Regions from separate parts of the Athene noctua genome. Here region 1 is linked to region 2. A link is a contact called in public Hi-C data. All regions are on one chromosome and are shown on one strand. The core of a region is the stretch at or near the end of the contact, and the rest is flanking DNA. Distances in the headings are between cores, read along the strand shown.

Region 1 (5,599 bases), core at 2,436-4,935, 240 kb before region 2:
GCTTGGCAAGCCTATGACAAATCATGTTTTAAAGTCAGTGACAGAAAATGACCATAACTCTGAACAAATCCATTTTATTCAGCCATGCTACTTAAGAGTTTCTGAACTGTTGCCACCTTTTATTTTGCCTTTATGGTCATACTATCACAGAGATTTAATACAAAACTATCTCGTGGCTAATTGAGTGCTTTACAAACCCATAAAAAAAAGGCTGTATGAAGTATAAATAAAAAAAGATGATGGTTCTCTATAGGACTGATTATACTTTTAATAAAGATTTTTAGTTCTGCCTTTCTTTGATTTCCAGTCAGGAGGCAAGAGCAATTTTTAACCACTTATCACATCTTTGGCATTCAAACTTTCTGCTGAAGATATGTAGGCAAATTCTGTTCTCAGCCATGTTTGTGTAAATCTGTTACTCATCTGATTTCACTACAGACATTTTGATTTATGCTGGTCTTACCAAGAGCCGACACTGACTTTGCCTCCCTGTCTAGGAGCATTTCTAGCAAGTGACCTGGTACCAACTCCCTTTCAGGTTTTCAGGGAGGGTATAATTTCCTTGATTCCACTCCATAAGGAACATCTGCTGCCATTACCTGCGCACAAGGTTTCAGAAAGTTCAAACCACAGCTCCAGTGCCTGTACCCAGGGATTTTAGAGGAAATGCCTGCCCACAAGTCCTTCCCACCCCAACATATTTTGCCTGAGCTATCCTGAAGAGGTGGTTGTTACAATTCCAAGAATGGACAACAAAAGCTTATCCTTTGAAAAACAAACTGAAAAAAGAAGTATTGAAGGGAACTCACACATATTTTTTTTCAAATAACTACATGACAAATGTTTTGTGAATTGAAGTACATCTCTGCAATATTTCATTGCCAGTGTATTATCAACACATAACACCTTCAACTGGTTAAAAAAAGCTTCTTATTTCATGAAGAGAAACTGCATTATCACTGTTCTACACTCAGTGATTGTGATCTCTTTCATAGATACAGGTATAAGTTAATAAATGAACAGACTAATAATTGTGGCAATTTTGATGGATTTTTTGCTGCTCAATGGCAAGCCAGATCTGCTCACAAGTTCTTATGCTAATTTTTTAAATGTAGATTACATGCATAAAATGCAAACTTACAGCTCATTTAAACTCAGAAATGTTAAATTCTTATAGTATGTCCAAAATTATATGTTGTATCACTGTAGGACTATATGACAAAGCAGTAAATTACATGATAAAATAGCAGCCTGTTACAGCATTATGGAATAATTTTAAAAATAAAATACAAATATTTAAAAAATTGTATAGAATAAATAACACCTAACATTTTGGTTTGATTTTGTTTTTCTTTAAAAAGAACCACTGTTTTAGAAAAAAAATTCTTTTAGGGAACTTTATTTTAAACTGATACTCTTCTGTGCAGGAACCTTATGATGAACAGTGTTTGACCATCATTTTTCCAACTAGTTCTGTGGATACTTATCATCTGGCAGAGTATCTCACTTTTTTGAATAGAAGCCTATGTTTTTAGAGAAGCAGATACTTACCACAGCCAATACTGAAGTCTCAAGGATGTTGTTGCTGTTAGAGTAACACTGATTTTACCCCAGAAGATGTACATATATATCATTGCACACATATACACATATGTATTAATATAATGGGCATATAAATTTTATCACATTTTTGTTTTGTTTTACTTCAGGAGTAATTGACAAAGCATTATTGTATCTGTTTTATAAATGAGGAAATGGAATAATGATCCTTTATTCCTTAGATCAAAGATTTAATGGAAATGCCAGAGCAGTCCTTTGAGTGAGGAACACACCTCCAGGGGAGGCATCCTCAGTTTTGATCCCTGCTCAAAGGAGGGTTAATCAGGAGAGGCAAGTCATGCTCCTTCTTGTGCCTTCCTGCCAAAGGATCTCTGTGCCTCTGCAGCAGGCAAGGCCCTTTAAGATGAGGATATAAGGAATTCTATATGTACCACCTTCACAATCATACAGATAGAGAAAGATTAAAGAAAACCAGCATTCAATAGCCTTATCGTGGGAGCCCCAAACTGAAACTAAACTGCGAACTCTTGAATATTGCAATGAAAGCTGGTGCTGAGCTCATGACATACGATGCTGCAATACTTACAAATATGCAAGATAGACCATTGGGTGACATGCCACATTTGGACCTAGAATGCTTGGACTGTGTTCTGGTTCTGCTACTATTTTATTGTGCTAGTTCTAGAAAGTCATGTCATCTGCTTCAAATTCTTCATCTTTTTTCATAAAACTATGGACTCTTTGGGACAGGTTTTGTCCCACACTTTGTTGCTGTGTGAGCCACAAAGACAAGGCAAAAAGGAAGCCTGATCTCAACTGTGGCCTCCAGCTAGCCAGGGCTAACCGCTGCACCACACATCCAATCACTGATGAAGTCATTAGTTTGGCACAAACACATTGCAAATTAAGTATTAAACAGAATTAGCAATCATTTAGGGTTCTTCAGTGTGTAATGCAACTACTGCAGCACTAGCAAGGGTTTGATACCATGCAGTAATCAACACCGATCACTAGTTTGTTACAATAATTTAATAAAGTGCTTATGTGATTTTTTACAACATAAACAACAATGCAAGGCGCTTTTTTTCTTTGTTATTAGTAGTGGTGATGCTCATTATGTGAAGATGTGGAAACAGAGGTGTGTCTGCCATACATGATACTTAACGCCAAAACATATTTGGCAAGTTCAGGTAGCTAAGTTCAGTTTGCTGTCAGCAGAGGGCAACATAGGCCTCATTAGTGAATAAAAGCAAAACTAATCCTTAAAAGATCATATTGACTTCTCAATCATTGAAACCAAACCTCACCATACACCTGTACATTTGCTGTAGAACCAAAGTTCTAGAACTATTACTCTTTTACAAAATCATTTTGAATGCCTGCATAAAACATAGGAAATAGAAAGGCACTGCAATAAAGGTAATGACAAATACCTTTTCTTTGACAAAAATATATCAACTTTTAGGTGTTTACTCCTTAATCTGATCTTCATTATATCCAAAAGCTGTTACCCTGTGAAGCTTTATATTTTCTTTAACCCTGTGTATACTAATAGCTCCATTTGTTATCCAAAAGACTAGTAGGTTATACCAGAAATAATGCAGTACTATGTTGAAAATATAAGTTTTACAATTTTTTGTTGTTTTTGTTCTCCATTAGCCTAGACACTCTTTTATCCCATTTGGTGTGTCTCACAGCCTCTCCCTAGCTGTGTTTGCTCGAGAAGAGCCATAACTGAGGCTGCAGTTTAAATTCACATGAGTAGAACCTACTTTTTCATCAGCCCCACGGCTGAGCAGAGCCAAAGATCTTTTCCAGCTTTCCCAAGCAGAGCACTCCCAAAGCCCGGCTCACAAGGCCTGTGTCCAGCTCCCGCTCCAGCAGCGCGGCAGACGCAGGCGGGCACCGGGGGAAGGCCGTGCCCGGCACAAGGGCCCCAGGGCTGCATCCCGGTGCATTTTTTCATCCCCTGGCCCTGTGTACCAGAACACAGCGATGCGCAAAACGTGCCGGCGGCCTCAGCAGCAGCTCTGCCTTCACACTGAGGCTGCTCGGGAAAGCAAGCTGTTTCCCCGGCTGTCGGGTGCTTTCAGCCCTGCAGTGGGCCCGGGGGACAGCACAGCACCTCACACTGAATATGCCGCCCTCCCGCCGCCCCCACGGCTGCCTGACAACAGGACGTGGCTTCTCTGCCCAGGGGCAGCTCCCGCCCCGGGCCCCGGGCGGCAGCGAGCGGGGCTGCCCACGAGTGTTCGCACCGGGCCGCTCCGCCGGGGCTCACGAGGGGCCGCGGACCGGAGCCAGCCCGCAACCGCTCGCCCCCGCCCGCCGGCAGAAATGGCGGCGGCGCGCCCGGCAGCGGCGCAGGAAGCGGGAGGGAGGCGCCATGTTGAGGCTCGCTGCGGAGGTAACGGCACCGGCCCCGCTGCCAGGGTACGGGGGGGAGGGTAGTAACGCCGTGCCTTTCGCCCAGGGGCAGCGAGAGTGAGGCGTGCAGCTCCCCCCTCCTCAGCGTCGCCTCCCCTTGCCCTGGCGTTGGGGGTGAGGTCCGGGGGGACGGCGGGAGCGAGTGGGGCGGGGGCTCTCCGCAGCGCCGCGAAATGGCGCCGAGCGGGGCCCCCAAACCGCCTCGGGGGCCAAAGGGGGACGGTGCAGCGGTCACAGCTCCTTAAGGCGTCGGGGGCCGTCGATAGGTAGGTCCGGGCTCGCTTCTCCTTCCGCCTGTGGTGTGCCAGGAGTCTGAGGAGGGGTGACATCTCGCCCCTAAGCAATACAACAGTGGCTCTTAAGCTAGGTGGGTCAGAGGATATGTAGGAGGAACAGACCTGAGGAGGTTTTCATGAATGATTTGGAGAAAAAACAGGGAGTTAGTGTTCCCGTTGATTCGCGGAAACAGACTCTACAAGTCAGAGAGAGTTATAAAGCAGGTATGTTTACTCCGACGCTGGGGCACAAAGGGATTTCTCCACAAAACTTGCACACCACCAGCACATTTTACCAAAAGCTTATCGAGTGTGGATATACGTATCCATTGGATCACATAACACAAATATACACATGCGTAAGTAAGGTTCGAAAGGCTGGTGTCGGCATTTTATGTTATCTGCACCTGCGTGTCGCCGGCTGGTGGTTGTCTTTTGGGGGTCTTTTGGAGTAAGGCTCACAGTCTTTCTCACCTTGTACTTTTCCTTGGAGCATGTGCAGATTCTCTTAGCCAGTATCTTGAATAGCAAGTGTGGTTCTCGCTGGTTTACCACCTCTGTCTTATCTAAAAGCACCAGTCTGTTAATTTGTACTGCCTGTATATGGCTATCTATCCGTTACGAAGACTAAACTTGTTAGAACATAACCTGCTTTCCAAAGACATGTCTTTTATTGTTGACAAACATAGTAATTTTTGGTAAGTTTTCACAGAAAACTGCTTTGTTTTGATGAACACAGTAGTCCTTGGTAAGCTTCTACAGAACAGTCAGGGCAAGCAAGGATTATTAAGCAATATTCAGAAATCAATGTAAGTTGCTTTAAGTAAATAAGTTGCAAAGTAGGTGATCATTTCCTTGTATCACCATGACATTTCTGAGTGGCATTTTGGAGCACGGTTCCTATGTGAACTGGCCCACCCATTTTATGGGAGCGAGTGCAGGCTGATCTCTACCTAGTTTCTTGGGCCCGTCTCAGAGATAAGGTTACTGTACTGGTGTTGATCAGCTCCTGGCATGGTGAGGCTGACTCCTGACCTCTTCCAGACAAGCTGCCACCTGCAGCTGGCTTTCACATCATGCATAGTCAGTGCTTTCAAATACATAGGCTGGGCTGCTTCTCCCAGCTGTTGTAATTACCCAACTGATTTATATCGTAAGGAGCTGTAATCCCCACTCACAGAAGAGCATGACCTTGAAAACCGCAGGATGGGTATCTGTGATGGTAGTATTATGGGAATTTGTTAAGTATTTATTATATTGGTGTCTTGAAGTATGACAAACAGTGGCATAAATCTAGAAAGGAATTAGGAAGTTCACACTTTCAGTGTAGTATTGTT
Region 2 (5,614 bases), core at 2,569-5,068:
CAAAGGCAGGGGGAGAAGAGAGGGATCTAAAACCACCGAGCAGGATTTATAATTACCATCATTTTCAGTGTGATTTACCAGCACGAATCACTGAGAAATATTCTGAATCCCCTCCCTATCTGACAATTATTTTATCATTACATTAAAATGTTAGCTGCTTCATCCACATATTTCTCCTGACACTCTCACCCTCAACTTGAACGTTAGGTGATTGCCAGTGAAAGGTAACAGAGACTCAGTAACACTGAGCTACCATTGCTACCCCTAAGACATGGTCAAATGTTATTCCCAGCAACACCGGAATACAGCCAAGACAGCACTTACAACTGTTGTAATTTATACCAGCATAAAACTAGGATTTTTCAAAATGCATATGAATACAGTACATACACCAGCTGTGTTCTGCCTCATATTTAACAATACTGATTAAACAGCAACTTCTTGTCTCTTAAGACAAGCCATCCCGCGTGAAAGAAGAATGGGGATGGGCCATGTTCAATGAAAATGCAAATTATGCAGCTACCACAAAGGCAAATTATTGCCCTTCACAAAGCCCACACTAAGCTCAAACCCACAATCCCTTGGTCACACCAACCTATCTACAAGAAGCCCTACATACATGAGCAGTCCCGCTGCAATCAATGGGACGACTCATGCGAGCAACAGATTGCAGGATTAGGCATTAGGCAGCCAAAAAATGTGCTCTCCTGCCTGCTTGTAGGAAGAAAAAAACCTCATGCTGAGGTCACTGTAAAACACTGTAGTGACTTGTAACACTTGAAACCCACACATACATTAAAAACTCCTGGGCTATCCCTCTTTGTTCTTTTCAAACATCTCATTTCCCATGCTAGCCCTCTTCAAAACTTCCATCTCCATTCTCATGGCATACACACATATTTTTCATCCCTTTCCCATATACATCTGGATACTGTCAAGGTTACCATAATGTCTTTTTCTCATACTTAAAAACCTAAATCGACGGTAACCAATTCTTCCATTTTCCACTTCAGGAAAAGTATGTTTATTTTATTTTCATGTTCACTCTAACTTATACATGACAAAAGAGTCTTTGAACTAGCTTCAGCATAAGCAGGAATCAGGTTCAGATTTTACTGCTTTTAAAAGACTATTTACATTAAGTGGTGAAGTCTGATACTTTATTATTAATACGCAACATGTACATATGCTCTCTGAAGGGGAAGGAGGGGAAAAACCCTGGCAAAATTATACAACTATATTAGTTTACCAAATATGAAAAACCTGTTTTGCCAAGCACAGACACTTTAATTATTTTCATAAATCATTTATGAAACATTAGATTACAAATATAAAGCGAAGCATAACAATGTTGAAAGCTGGGCCACTAAATTAAGAATGAGTTTGGTTTGTTTTCAGTGGAATTACTCTTCCAAAACAAAATACATAAAATATGAAACATGACAAGCAGCAGAAAATAAATGTAATAACTGTACTTTTATAACTTATACTTTTAAAAACAAATATGGAAGCAACTTAACATATGAAACTCACCAGCAAATGTAGACTTTAAAATGAGATATTTGTTTGCCTGTGCTGACCATTAATGATGGAAAAGTTATTTTTTGACAAATGTTATGACTTCCTTTTCTCAGTTTTAAAATATTTCCTGACTGATAATTAAATATAGATCTACTCCCTTTCATCAGAAACATGCCTGTCTCCTTAACAACCTGAAGCAGGTAAGCATCAGTGAAAATAAAGAACTCTGATCAAAGCAGTGACAGCATTTAATTCCACCGGAATCAAAAGAAGTTGAGACAATGTCTGTCGTATTGTGAGACACAACCATGAAATACTGGTTTTTATAACTCGGTAATGTAATTCATCCTTGGGGATCGAAGTCCCTCTAGTGGTGTGTTGGATACAGTGCTGCCACATGGCTGCCGTACCGGGGTCGACAGGCACAGCTCAGAAAGTCCTACCAGTGCGGGATCAGGGAGGGTTTGACTTTCTTCAGAACACCGATGAACACAAGATTAATTAACCTGTAGCATGATATTAAGGTAAAAATATAAAAAAGGACAGCTGGCCACATCCTTTGCCCACTGCTGCTTTTGTCCCTGCTCCTTTAGCCTGTGAGAAGTACCTTCTTGAGTCAGGCCAGAGTGTCCCTAACACTCCCCTATCCAGCTTCTGGCAATGGGCAGTAAGAGATGCTCAGTAAAATATAACACTAGAGTACACATCCAGGAATTACTTTCTCAGGTACATTTCTCCTGATTTCAGCCAGTGGCAGTTCAGATAGTTTTTTTAGCTCCAAAGTGCTTTTAGTATTTAGAGACAGAACATGTCATTTCTCTGAACCCACGAATACTACATGTTTCCACAACATCCCATGGAAGTAAGTTTCACAATTTACGGTGTTAAACATCAATTTGTGCTGCGTATTCTGAACTCACCCTACTACATACTCTCCAAAGATATTTGAAGAGTTCAGTAAGAAAAGCATGCCATGTAACATCAAAAGTGTGCGTCTTCCCACAAACGTGCGTTTCATTTTATACTTCTCATGTTTATTCTTGGTGCAGAATTACCACCAGAAAATAAAAGTCTAAAAAGTGTTCTGACGCTCTGTGCTTCAGATTAATACTGTGCACTGCTGGTATATGATAATACTGAAGGGCCCTAGTTACAGTTACACAGAAATAAAAGCCTGTGATTGCTAAGACAGTTGAGAGTACAAGTTGTTTCCTTTAAAAAGAAAAAAAGGTAAAAATTCCCAACTCTATACAGCGCATTCTTGTTTGTGAATGGTTTAAATACGAGACGCTTAGAATACAGTTATGGCTGCTCATATCCCAACAGGAGAGTCAGTTGAGCTGTGAAGGCCTACCTATCACTGCGGTGTCTTCACAGCAGTGTCTTTCCACCAACAGTTGTAATTCCTGCGAATGGAAGGGAAACAAATTACACATAAGAGAAAATTATGTTCATTGCAGGGACAATCCACATTTACTGCCAACAAAGCATGCAGAGCAAACTTCAGTGTATTATGGCTCTTTTGACCCGAGCAGAGCTTGAGACAGCGTAGTCCTCTGCTGCTCCAAAAGAAGAGGATCTGTCTTCTCTGAGATCCAGCACACAAACCCAAAAGCTATCTGGACCAAAAATCAGAGGTCAAAAGTGAAGTGCTAAAAGCTGTACAATCATTAGTAGCCCCAGTTAGTTTATGTTTCATATATGGCTTGTCAGTTTAGTCAGTGAATGAGGAAGAGGACGAAACTTTTACACTATTGCTTTTGCAGGGAAAATTAATTTCCTAGTCTCACAGATGCTGTGCCCAGACTCAGGTCAATGACTTTAATGACCACAAACCCGATGAGCAGCTCTCGCCTCTGCCAACTAGGGCAAACAACTAAATCCGAGGGCTGGCAGGAAAACAAACCCTCACGCCCAGGCTCACCCCGGCGCCAACCCCCCGCACACAGAGGACCCCTCTCGCCCGAGCTCCCGCACCGCCGCCTCAGGCCGGAGGTCGCAATCTTACAGAGGAAAGGAAAGGAAAGGAAAGGGAAAGCCCCGAGGCCGTACAGCCGGTCGGCGTGCCATGAACCGCGCCTCTCCGACCCCGCGCTCCGAAGGCGGAACTCCCTCCCGAGCTGTCCGCTTGCCCGCTCGCGCCACCGCTCGCCCCGGCTGCCCGGCCCGCAGCCCGCGCAGAGACAGGGACACCAGCGTCCCGCACCCACCCGGGCAGCCTGTGGCTCCGGTGGGCCAGGGGAGCCGAGCGCTGCCGCCTGCGCTGCCTCCTCCCTCCCTTCCGGCGCGGACGAGCGGGGCGGAGCGAGCGGCGCTTCCTGCCGCCGCTTCCGCCCGGCCACTGCCCGGTCCGGCGGCGCCATCTTGCGGGGCCGAGGGGGAGGCGGTTGCGGGGTCCGGCTTCCCGCGGGCGGCCCTGGGCCCCCGGCGCGGCGGCCGTCCCTTCTGCGGGAGTGGTGGGCGCGCTGCGCCGTGAAGCCACTTGCCCGCCACCGGGATGGTGCTGCGAGCTCCTGGGGTCCGGTCGGCCCCTCGGTACCTCCCAGAGCGTGTCCAGTACTCTGCAAGGCGCGTTATTACTCAGAACCGGGCTGTGCTGTGGTGCGACTTCGCCTCTGATTCTTTTTCTCCCGATTCATTTCTAAGCTTCCTGTTAAGGTTCTCTACGGCTACTGAGCTACTATTTTCACGGGACTGTGCGTGAGCAGCCTGTTTGGGGCCTGTCACAGCCAGTGAAGCAGGGATTTCTTTTTTCCCTTGTGCACCATTTTAGGCAATATAGGTTAAATTCGCTTGCTATTATCCGGTATTGTAATGTTGTTTTGTGTTTCTGCATGGTCAGTAAAAGCCTCAGCTTTACCGTACTGAGTAGCACGGTGCCCTCACAGACTGTGCCACCCCATCCCCTGTGCCCTTCTCCAGACAACTCACGGATGGGCCATACAGCTTGAGACCACCACAGCTAATGGTTATTTCTGCTCTCCGCTTTCCTTGCTTCTAATTAATACTTCCAGTACAAGAAACTTTTTACTCCCATTTTTTTAGCTCTCCTGTTGTGCTTACCACCCTAACTGCTTGCCTACTTAAAATCCCAGCAGACCATATTGAGACAATTTTCCTTTGTTACCTGCTTGAATTAAAAAACTCCATTGTGAAACATTACTCCACTTTAAAAAGCACACGTATTGAGGCTCCTTCACATAGCAAGTTTCTGCATTTATCTCCCACATATCTACTGAAGTTATTCTTTGAAATAATTTCTACTAATTTACCTGGTATGGGCATCAGTTTTAATAGTTCATACAATCTTAAGATGTTTTTAGGAACCTGTTTTACTAATGTCATTAGCTACCTTGTACTCTTCTACTGAGAACTTCAACTGATACAACCCGATAACTGCGTTCAAGAATAATTCAGAATTAATTCGGTTCTGTGTTCCTTGCAGAACTCTTGGGGAAATACTCTCTGGCCCTGCAGATCTGCTGTTGCTCAATTTCTCTGTTTTGTCACCTGGTCTACAAACACTTCAGGTGAGAAAGATGCTCTAATACACCTCTCAACATGCCAGCATAGGAGCTACTCCAGGTTTCTCTATGATGAATACAGATGCAAAAAAACCCTGAACCCACCATGACTTACTATCCAAATCTTTTGAATGTTTGAATCAGAACAGGCAGCAACAAGGCACAACAAATCAAGAAATGGATCAATCCTTTTTAAATTGCTGTCATATCCTTCAGCTCGTATACTTTACCTGGTATACTTTTCCTTCCCAAGATCATTCTGATTCTGATTATGGCTCCTGCAGCAACAATGGACCAGTTCACATACATATCACTTTGAATTGTCTAATCAATGATACTTATAGTGGATAGATCTAAAACAATTTGTGTGTAGGTACTGAATTTGATCATCTTCCCACCAAGCTGCATGGCAGTGCAGTTGCTGGTCGTCACATTGAGATGTACATTTTTTCATCAGCAGCATTTGAGTGCAGCGGCCAAAATAACGAATCAGAGTGTTCTTTCTTTCTGCAGGGCAGGGGCCATTTATTTTTCCAACAGTACATACTTAACACTCTCGTTAAAGCTCT

The links. Hi-C and Micro-C count contacts between places; a contact is called where the count stands out from the background.
Region 1: a Hi-C map of heart shows a contact between it and region 2, with 4 times the contacts expected there. The contact joins the promoter of TCEANC here to the promoter of GEMIN8 in region 2. A contact is called at or near these places in 2 of 2 Hi-C or Micro-C datasets (heart and liver).

The regions. Positions count from the first base shown.
Region 1 is chr1:181,920,811-181,926,409 of bAthNoc1.hap1.1, reverse strand. TCEANC (transcription elongation factor A N-terminal and central domain containing) reads left to right here and starts at 3,685. Exons shown (of 4, transcript XM_074907035.1): 1 at 3,685-3,967. The coding sequence starts at 3,698.
Region 2 is chr1:181,681,402-181,687,015 of bAthNoc1.hap1.1, reverse strand. It overlaps GEMIN8 (gem nuclear organelle associated protein 8), which reads right to left and starts at 3,818. Exons shown (of 6, transcript XM_074906965.1): 1 at 3,732-3,818; 2 at 2,876-2,927.